Regions from separate parts of the Triticum aestivum genome. Here region 2 is linked to region 1. A link is a contact called in public Hi-C data. All regions are on one chromosome and are shown on one strand. Each heading gives the region's core, a stretch centred on a gene start, on an enhancer-like site or on the middle of the called end of the contact. The rest is flanking DNA. Distances are from core to core; before and after follow the strand shown. Region 1 holds the start of LOC123164615 (aldehyde dehydrogenase family 2 member C4). Region 2 holds the start of LOC543086 (two-on-two hemoglobin-3).

Region 1 (4,974 bases), core at 1,329-3,828:
AATGGCCTAGGGCCCGCTAGTCAGTGACACGCGTGACGGTCTCCGGCGAGAGCGGCGCGAGGCGAGGCAAGGCGGCGCGCGGGGACCGCGGCGGCGGCGGACGGGCGGTGGTGGCGTGGGAGCGGCGGCAACGCGCGGGTGTGGGGGGGGGGGGGGGGGGGCGTGCGGCAACGCGGGAGGGCGGCCGGCGGCGCGGGGATGGCAGCGACATCACAGAGGTGGCGAGCGGACGGTTTAGGCGGTTTCATGCCCGCCAAAAGTTTACGGGAACCAAAACTTCCCCTAAACCAGAGGGTAGTTGGGTCAAGTTTACATGATTCTGTAAATTTATTCCACTATTTTAGCTTTAGCTTGACGAAATCTGTTGGAGACTTTTGGCAAACTTTCCTTAAATTTTTGTTTTTTTAACGAATGGATGATTTTTTTTTTGCGAGGAATGGATACATGATTTGCTGGAGTTGCTTTTAGAGCATCTCTAGCAGACCCTTAAAACGGTCATGCCCGTAAAAAAAGAGGTGTTTACCGTTTCGGTAAAAAAACGGCGCCTAGCAGATCCTGTAAAAGTCGTTCGGCTCTTAAACTTTTTAGTGGGCATTGAAAATCCATCCGCGAGAACCTCATATGTGTAGTTTCGAAGGCAGTATACAGTTCAACCCGTAAACCCGGTCAAACCTCGTCGGAGCAGAGGCGGCGCCGCGGAACTGGCCGAAATCTACCCGGAACTCGCTGAAATCCGTCACCCCACGCTGTGGCTGAAGACGAGCTCTGCCGGGAGGGGAAAAGGGGGAGAAGGGGCTATAGTGAGATACAGTTTTATTTACGGGGTCTGCTCTGCCCGGTGCAATTTTGCATCGTAAAAACGCTTTACAGTGCATCTTATACGCGTTTTAAGGGTGAACTTATACGTGATTTGTTAGAGATGCTCTTACTCTCACCGAGTTTTTAAGGGTCACGAACTGATTAGATAGCGATTCCCAGTGGATTAGGGATTTCTTACTCTCACCGAGGTGCGCATCATCAAGCCTAATGCTGCACGGGCTCATCTGCACCGGGCACCGGCATCCGGCCGAGCAGCCTGGAAGGCTGGAGCATGCAGACAAACAAGGGGGCCAGGCCAACCGGCCAGGCCAGTCACGCGAACCTAGGCATTCGCTTCTAGAAGGCGACGGGCCTCGACAGCGGCAGATCCTACTCGTTGTCCGTCCCGTGTCGTGGGCCGCTGGAACCGGAAACATTTTAAAACTTTTTTTACAAGGACGATGTTATCATGTTTTTTTGTCAGTTTCTGATGTGTGGGTAGCATCACGATCGGCCCCGAGGCGCGTCACGATCGCATCTTCACGGGCGCACGCTCGTACCACAGACGAGAAAACGGCCATGGGTATGGGTACGCGCGCCACCCGTCACAGGGAACAATCGGGACCAGATGATACGGCCGTCTCGCGTACGAGAAGGAAGGACACGAGGGAGTGGGCCGTCCGTGGGGGTGTGCATCGCTGCGCTGCGGATTGCTCCATGGCTCCATGCCCCCTCTCCGTCGCATGCCGCACGTGAAATGGTACTACAAGGACTGCAGTGCACATGAGCTTCTAGAAGAACACACGTATTGTTTCGGCCATTTTAGCATTCCCTATTAATGGCTCCTACGAGTTCATCAGATGGGCTACAGCTTGATTGCTAAATTCAGGTTAGCCAGCGTGTGCTTTGCTTGCTGTATGGTCTTTCTTTCTTTCTAGGAGTAACATTTAGACTGCATTGGACGAAGGGACATTTTTTTTAGCTAAGCACCCCGTCACGCTAGCTAGCCATCTCGTGGCTTCTTCTCCTTAATTTACAAGAGCCTAACCATTTTCCCGCAAGAAAAAAGGACCATCGGGTTGTTAGTGTTATACTATGATGACTGGCTTTATTTTTGAGAAAGGGAAGAGGAAAAGTCATGGGTACCGCTAGCTTTGCTGGCCCGTGAAAATCGACGCGACGAGAGGCTGCGGAGAGCGGACATGCCACGTTCCCCAAGAACAGTGCGCCATGGACATGCCTCATAACCTGCCCTTTTTTAGCTCGACGGTAGATAGAGCATTCAGTATCCAGGATTCAAGGTTCAGCTAGCCACGACCAAAGCTCACACCAAACCACACCAAACAGCAGGCAGTATTTAGTTTGCAAATTGCGCCTTAGTTCACCACCAAGCAATTCACTGGGATAATTAACCAGCAACGATCCGGCCTATCTAACCAGGCGACCATGGTAGTAGTGCAGGCTGGAGGAGGATACGATAGATGCGTGAGCAGGACAAAAGGAAAAAAAGAGATGAGCAGGCACGTACCGGAGACGGCGTCGACGAAGGCCCCGTTGATGAAGAGCCTGGTGTACCTGATCTCCGGCATCTCCAAGGACACTCCGCCGCCGCCGCCGTTGCCGTTCTCCCCGGCGCGCTCCTTGCCGCCGTCGCCATTGCGCTCGCTCGCCATGGCCTCTTGCCCTCTTCTCTCAGACTGAGACCGGCGTCGGCTCTCGCGCAGTGTGATGGTGTGCGGAGAGTGGAGCGTCGAGTGAAGACAACAGGCCGGGGTTCGTGTTTTAATGCTGCGGCTTGGCTGTGACCTGCCCGTTTTGTTCGGTTGTGGGGCGGTGGAGGGGTCTCGCACACGGCGGCCACGCCATCCGCGCGTGTCCAAAAACTAGGCCCCGCCGACACACGTCTCAACTGTTAACGTCTGTAATAACAGCTCCGTCCCATTGGCGCAGTTGGGAGATCCGTGTCATCATCGTATACTAGCTACACCACACAAATAGTAAAATATGGAATTTTTAATCAGGCAGTACAACCAACACAAAAAATAATAAAAATTACGTTCAGATCGATAGATCACCTAACGACGACTACAAGCACTCAAGCGAGCTGAAAGCGCGTCGCCGTCATCGCCTCTCCCTCGTTAGGGCCAGGCAAAACTTGTTGTTCCAGACAATCAGAAAATCGTTGTGCTAAGGCCCCATAGGACCAGCGTACCAGAGCGGCAAATATCACTGTTAAATAGAATCTTTAACAAAAGAAAAATGATAGTCTCTCGTGGCAATGCAGATCGGGCTGAGAGATTTTAGTTTTTTTCCCTTCAAAAAGGAGGCTGAAACCCTTTGCATGTATACATCTTTATGATGCATTTCTGGAGGTAGTGTTGCCATTAAGGTCAATGATGACATTGGACACTATTTTCAAACAAAAAGGGGTTGTGACAAGGTGACTCCATATCGCCCATGCTATTCAATATAGTGGCGGATATGCTAGCGGTCATGATTGAGCGTGCCAAGGTTGATGGCCAAATTGATGGGGTAGTAAATCATCTAGTTGATGGTGGTCTCTCTATACTTCAATATGCCGACGATACGATTCTCTTCATGGATCATGACCTCGAGAAAGTGAGAAATCTGAAATTAATTTTATCCGCACTTGAGCAACTCTCAGGTCTTAAGATCAATTTTCACAAAAGTGAATTGTTTTGTTTTGGCGAGGCTCAAGATGACTCCTACCTATACGCCGAACTGTTCGGATGTGGGTTGGGCCAGTTTCCGATCACATATTTGGCGATACCGATACACTATCGAGGACTCACAAATGCTGAATGGAAACACGTCGAGGAGAGACTGCAAAAAAGACTTAGCAGTTGGAAAGGCAAACTGCTGTCTCTGGGTGGAAGATTGGTCCTCATAAATTCAGTACTAAGTAACATGGTACTATATATGATTTCCTTCTTCCAATTGCCGAAAGAAGTTTTACATAGATTGGATTATTTCCGATCAAGATTCTTTTGGCAAGGAGATAGCGAGAAAAAGAAATATCGACTGGCTAAATGGAGTGTGGTTTGCCGTCCCATAGACCAAGACGGGTTGGGCATTCATGATCTTGAGGTTAAGAATAGGGCCCTCCTCGGCAAATGGTTGTTTAAATTAATGACGGGAGATGGTGTATGGCAAACACTCCTGAGAAGGAAATATGTGGGTTCCAAGGCGGTATCTCAAGTATACTCGAAGCCTGGGGATTCTCACTTTTTGGCAGGTCTGATGGCTATGAAGAAAAATTTCTTCTCCTATGGATCCTTCTCAATTAAGGACGGCTCGAAAATTAGATTCTGGGAGGACAAGTGGCTAGGAAATGCCACACTCCGAGAACAATATTCGGCTCTATACAACATTGTGCGTCATAAGGCTGATACTATCGCCATGGTAATGGAATCATTTATGCCAAATGTGACGTTCAGAAGAGATTTAATTGGACCCAGACTTCAATCATGGTATATCCTGCTCCAGCGGTTGTCCACGGTGCATTTGTCACATGGGTCTGATGTATTTCGATGGAATCTACATGGGAATGGACAATTCTCAGTTGAGTCTATGTATAGAGCGTTAATCCAGTCTGATGTGCCAGTTGATAATAATAAAAAGATCTGAAAGATGAAGATACCTATAAAGAATAAAATCTTTGCATGGTGTCTTCGTCGCGGAGTCATTCTTACTAAAGATAACCTTATTAAGAGAAATTGGCATGGAAGACCGCAATGTGTCTTTTGTCACCATGATGAGACAATAAAACATTTATTCTTCCAATGCAAATTGACTTGTTCTATATGGTGAGTCATGCAGATAGCTTCTGGCTTGTATCCTCCTTGTAGTGTTGCTAATGTATTTGACAACTGGTTACATGGGATAGATTACAGGTTCAGAACTATTCTTAGGGTGGGAGCGCTTGCCGTTATTTGATCGCTTTAGCTATGTAGAAATGATAAGGTGTTTAACGATAAAAGTACTTCTCTGATGCAAGTTATCTACAGGTGTATCGGGACTCTTCGTTTATGGTCCTCTCTACAACGTGTGGAGAATCGAGGTCTGTTTACGGAGGTGTGTACACGATTGAAGGATATGGCGAGGGATACTTTTACCCAACATGGGTGGCAGCATGATCTTAGGATTGGCCCACCT
Region 2 (4,974 bases), core at 1,181-3,680, 770 kb after region 1:
GATTGTACTGTCGCGTTAGGACCATCCTGCAGTAGTATTGTTTCAATAATCGATACAACCGGATGTCGTCACATTTACACCTCTTGGGCCGCAGCAGCCACAATTTTCCCGCCGAGAGCGGTTGTATCACTCATCCAAGTGGTTGGATCGCTCCAGTGTTTTTCTGCAGTATAATGGTTAGATTCGTGGGGGCCTATTTAAGGGTGTCTTCTTCCCCAATGGTCCCAATTGATCTGAGTAAGTCCCCCCACCATTATTGACCTCTTGAAGCTTGCTTTCTATCTATTCCTCCCATGATTCTTGCTTCTATTCAAGGGAAAAGAGAGAGGAGATCTAGATCTACAGTTGCACAAATCCATCTCGCCTCTAAGTGAGGAGAACTCTTTGGATCTAGACCTTGTGTTTCTTTGGTGTTCTCCTCTTGTGTTCTTCCTCTTATATTCCTCCATAACATTAGTTGTTATGGTGGAATTTATTAGATAAGGACTTGCGAACTCTTGTGCTCTTGCCATTGCATTTGGTGCATACGTTTGAGTTCTACATGAGGATTCGTGAAAGTGGAAGTGGAAGTTGAGAAACCTATCACTCTTGGGTGCTTGGTACCCTAGAGCTTGTTTGTGTTGGGTGCTTGGGCGCCCTAGATGGTTGGTGTTGTTCCGAAGCTAAATCATTGTGGTGTAAATCTTCGGGCAAGCTTCGGAGCATCCAATTAAGTTGTTGAGATTGCCCTAGGCAATTTGTACGGGTTCGGTGACCGCCCTCAATGGTCTTCAATTTGTACGGGTTCAATGACTCCTTCAAGGGTCCTTTAGTGGAGTCGCGACACCTTGCATTGTGCGAGGGCATGAGAAGAATATGGTTAGCCATTGTCATGCTTGGGAAGCATTTTTGCTTCCACACCGCTCTAAGGAAGATTAACATCTGCAAGGGTGTGAACTTCGGTATACATCATCATCTTCGCGTGACTGGGTTATCTCGTACCCAAGCCCTTTACTTATGCACTTTGTGATAGACTTCGTGCTTCAAGTTATATATCTTGCTATCACATAGTTGTTTGTTTAGCATAAGTTATGGGTGCACATAGTCGAGCCTAATTTATTTAGGTTTTGTGCTTGGTAAATTAAACACTATTTTATTCCGCATTTATTCAAGCCTAAACCGTAATTATTTTTAAACTACCTATTCACACCCCTCTAGGCGACATCCACATCCTTTGACGGAGGAACCAAGGTACAATTTTTTAGATGGAACTAAAAGGTGCAAATCTTTCGGGCCAAGAAAAAAAAAAGCTCATGGAAACATTAAAGAGCCGTTGCAACATTTGGATATTCCATGAACGATCTTACCGATTAGAGAATATCTAAGAAAGCTAAATCTTAAAATGATGGAAGTGGTAACAGAAGAGGTTGTCTAATTACTTGATGCCGGTTTATCTTTCATGTAGCTGAAAGCAAGTGGGTGAACCCAGTTTATTGTATTCAACCTAGAGCAGCCTCATCTGGGTGAGCGCGGAACTAGGCCGGCCTAGCAGTCGGAGGCCACAACCTCGTTTGGTTTATGTTTTTTTTCACTTTTTTGTTTTTTGCTTTCCTTATTTTACTTTTGTTTATACTTCCAAATATTATATATTAAAAAAATGTTAAACGTGTATGAGAAATAGTGGTTGTGTATTAAAAAGGTTAAAAGTGTATAAAAATGTTGATCATGTGTTGAGCAATTTTTAATGGCAATAAACATTTTTCACACGTAATGTATATTTTTCGTATACATCAGGAACATTTGTATGTTTAACATTTTTAAATATAGTTTTTTCAAAAAATATATATCTTTTGATGTCTATTTTTATTTAATGTATGTTGTACATTTTCCGTATGCATCAGAAACATTTTTTATACACCGGTAACATTTTAAAAATATATGATCAATATTTTTCATATAAAAATAAAAACAAAGAAAACCAAAGGAAAAAAATGCCACAGAAAACCACTGCAGAAAGAATAAAAAACAGTAAAAATGTACACCCTCCGTCCGCGAATAAGTGTACTTCTAGCTTTTTTCCTATGTCAAAGTTTTAAAACTTTTACCAATTTTATAGGGAAAAGTACTAGCATTTATGACACTAAATTAGTATCACTAGATCTATTCTAAAATGTACTTTCATAATATACCAATTTGATGTCATATATGTTATTACTCTTTTGTATATAGTTGGTCAAAATTTTAAAACTTTAACTTAAGACAAAAGTTAAAAGTACGCTTATTGGCGAACGGAGGGAGTAGAAACAAGCAACACAGACCAGCAGCGTGCAAACCGCGGGCTCCTCCGACTATTCCGTGGGTAGCAGTATTCGCGATTCGCAAGTAACCACGAACGACATGGGTGCCTCAGAATGTCGACATGGACGAGTACCCTTGGCCCACACGCCCCCCGACCGCGCGTGCTCGCCACCCGATTGGCCGGCGGGTATAAATGGTGGTGCGCCTGAGCCGCACGCCGCCGCGCATCGCCTTCCCAAACAGCCGACCAGTCAACTGAACGGCAGCCCATCAAGCGTCCCAGCCTGTCACTGAGGGGCGCCGCCGCCGGGCCTGGGCGTCCCGGGAACTGCAGGAACGATGCAGTCGCTGCAGGACAAGGCGTCGGAGTGGAGCGGCGTGGCGGCCGCCGACGCCTTCGCCATCGACGAGGTCAACGTCTTCGAGGCGCTCGGCGGCACCCCGCAGCCCTTCGTCGACCTCTCCACCAACTTCTACACCAGGCCCGCCCCGATCTGCTCCCCCCGCCTCCTCTGATCTGGGTTTCATTCCCCCCCTTCTCTGATTTTGTCGTCTGACTTCCTGGCCGTGGTTGGATCGATGGAACAGGGTTTATGAGGACGAGGAGCAGTGGTTCCGGGAGATATTCTCGGGGTCCAGGAAGGAGGACGCGATCCAGAACCAGTACGAGTTCTTGGTGCAGCGGATGGGCGGCCCGCCGCTATTCTCCCAGAGGAGAGGTAACTTGATTGACTCGGCGTCTCTGTACCTTGATTGAATTGGCGCTCTTCTCCGATTGGTTCCTTGTAGCCCCAAAATGTCCATGTTTCCACTGCCCAATTGCCATTGAAGCTGGTGCTTATGTTGAAATTGATGTTTTGAGTCGAAATGCTTACTTGTTGCCTAATAGATTCCGGGTGTGGAAATGAAACGACCAGTATTTGAAAACTGAAATTGACTTAGAAGTTCACTCTTAAACCTAAACTTTTAGGAAAAGCAAGCAGTTTGTAGATGTTTCAAAGCAGTTTGTAGAATTGTGGAACTGGCTCCTGTTTAATTACATTTCACATCATCCTTCTGCAGAACCATTAAACTTTCCTTGATAGCAACAGCATACTATCATTGTCTCTATTGGATTATTCCTTTTCTTTTCACCCTAGTTATCAGGCAGCACTGTTGGGTGCTTAATGCCTGAGACTACATAGAGATGATTTACAGCTCTGCTCCTCTGTAAGTTAATTGCTTACTGAATTAATCGTTTATCAGATCTGACTGGATTAAAATTACACTTGGTTATGTCAGGAGACTAGTTTTCTTTTACTAAAATGGATTGGAATTACACAGATGGACTATATTAGTGCCAAAGGATGCTAGTATGATTCCTACAGGGAATTACATTTGATCAAATCATGAAAGCAATAAAAAAGATATTGGGAGCTAGGATTAGAGTCTGACAGCGGAACTACGTAGCAATTACAACACTCCATCCGAATTGGAGACCAAGGTCCCTAAACCAGTGGCGCCTTCCTGAACTCAGAGATGAGCTTTCTTTTCAGTGATAGTCAAAAGGCTTTGAACTGAATTTCTCTAACGTTGAAAGGTTCTCCTAGTTTACTCCTGAAATTCCCAAATCACCAAATCGATCATCTGGGTTTATCCGTGGAATACTTTTTCATATCTGAATCTAGCACCAACACTTTCTTAATTAATGTTATAAGTTGCATACTTACAGTTCTCAATCAAGGCATGTGTTGTCTAGTACTAAACTAGCCTACAAAAACGTCTTACATTTTGAGATGGAGGTAGTACTTTTGTAGTGAGTACCTTTTTTTTAACACAGTGTAGTGAGTAGCTAGAAGGCCTAATAGGTTCCATTTCGTACATCTAGGTGATGTAAGCAAAATTGTTTGAAAAATCAAATGTTTGTCCTATTGTTATATGCCCACTTATTTTGCCCTTTTATTTGTTGAACCATTTTGCGTGTGGTAAAGCATAAAGGCTATGCTACTCATTGTCACTAGGTGTTACACATTCTATACTTTTTTCATAATCTTTTCATTCTTGTAATTATGGAAATTAATAGCAACATGAACCCTGCTTGACGTCACCAAGCACTTGCAATTCATATTTTTGGGATCTTAATTACTTGCTGACCCAACACTATCACTCTGTCTGCTTCTCGTAGGACATCCTGCCTTGATAGGACGACATCGGCCATTTCCAGTTACCCACCAAGCTGCGGAGCGATGGCTACACCACATGCAGCAAGCTTTGGAGACTACAGAAAGCATAAACCCAGATACAAAAACCAAAATGATGATTTTTTTCAGGTATGTGTTATGAGTGAACTAGTGAAATCTGCATCAAGCATTCAGCAGCATATCAACCTAGAGGCTTAAGATATTGTCATTTGTTATCTTGTTCCAGGCACACTGCATATTTCCTTGTCGCCGGTAATGAGATGACAAGGCAAACCCAAAGTGTACCTCCCTGCAAACATGCAACGAGCAAACCAGCTGAGTAGCCGCTCAAGTCTATCCAGTTGAATAATGATTTCAGCTTCCGTGATTCCTATACGATTCCCATGTGCAACGGGATCAAGGTTGTTTATGCATTATAGGAAACAACACGCATGATGTTGTAGAGGGGGAGTGACCCAATCAGAGAGCATCTCAAAATTGGTAAATTTGCGTTCTTGATCGTACTCCTCTTCTCTCT

The links. Hi-C and Micro-C count contacts between places; a contact is called where the count stands out from the background.
Region 2: a contact with region 1 is called in a Hi-C map of leaf, with 3 times the contacts expected there. The contact joins the promoter of LOC543086 here to the promoter of LOC123164615 in region 1. A contact is called at or near these places in 2 of 5 Hi-C or Micro-C datasets (both in leaf).

Annotation. Positions count from the first base shown.
Region 1 is chr7D:459,131,171-459,136,144 of IWGSC CS RefSeq v2.1, forward strand. It overlaps LOC123164615 (aldehyde dehydrogenase family 2 member C4), which reads right to left and starts at 2,579. Exons shown (of 9, transcript XR_006482522.1): 1 at 2,327-2,579.
Region 2 is chr7D:459,903,726-459,908,699 of IWGSC CS RefSeq v2.1, forward strand. It overlaps LOC543086 (two-on-two hemoglobin-3), which reads left to right and starts at 2,431. Exons shown (of 4, transcript XM_044584868.1): 1 at 2,431-2,759; 2 at 2,866-2,996; 3 at 4,442-4,586; 4 at 4,684-4,974. The coding sequence starts at 2,617. The coding sequence ends at 4,780.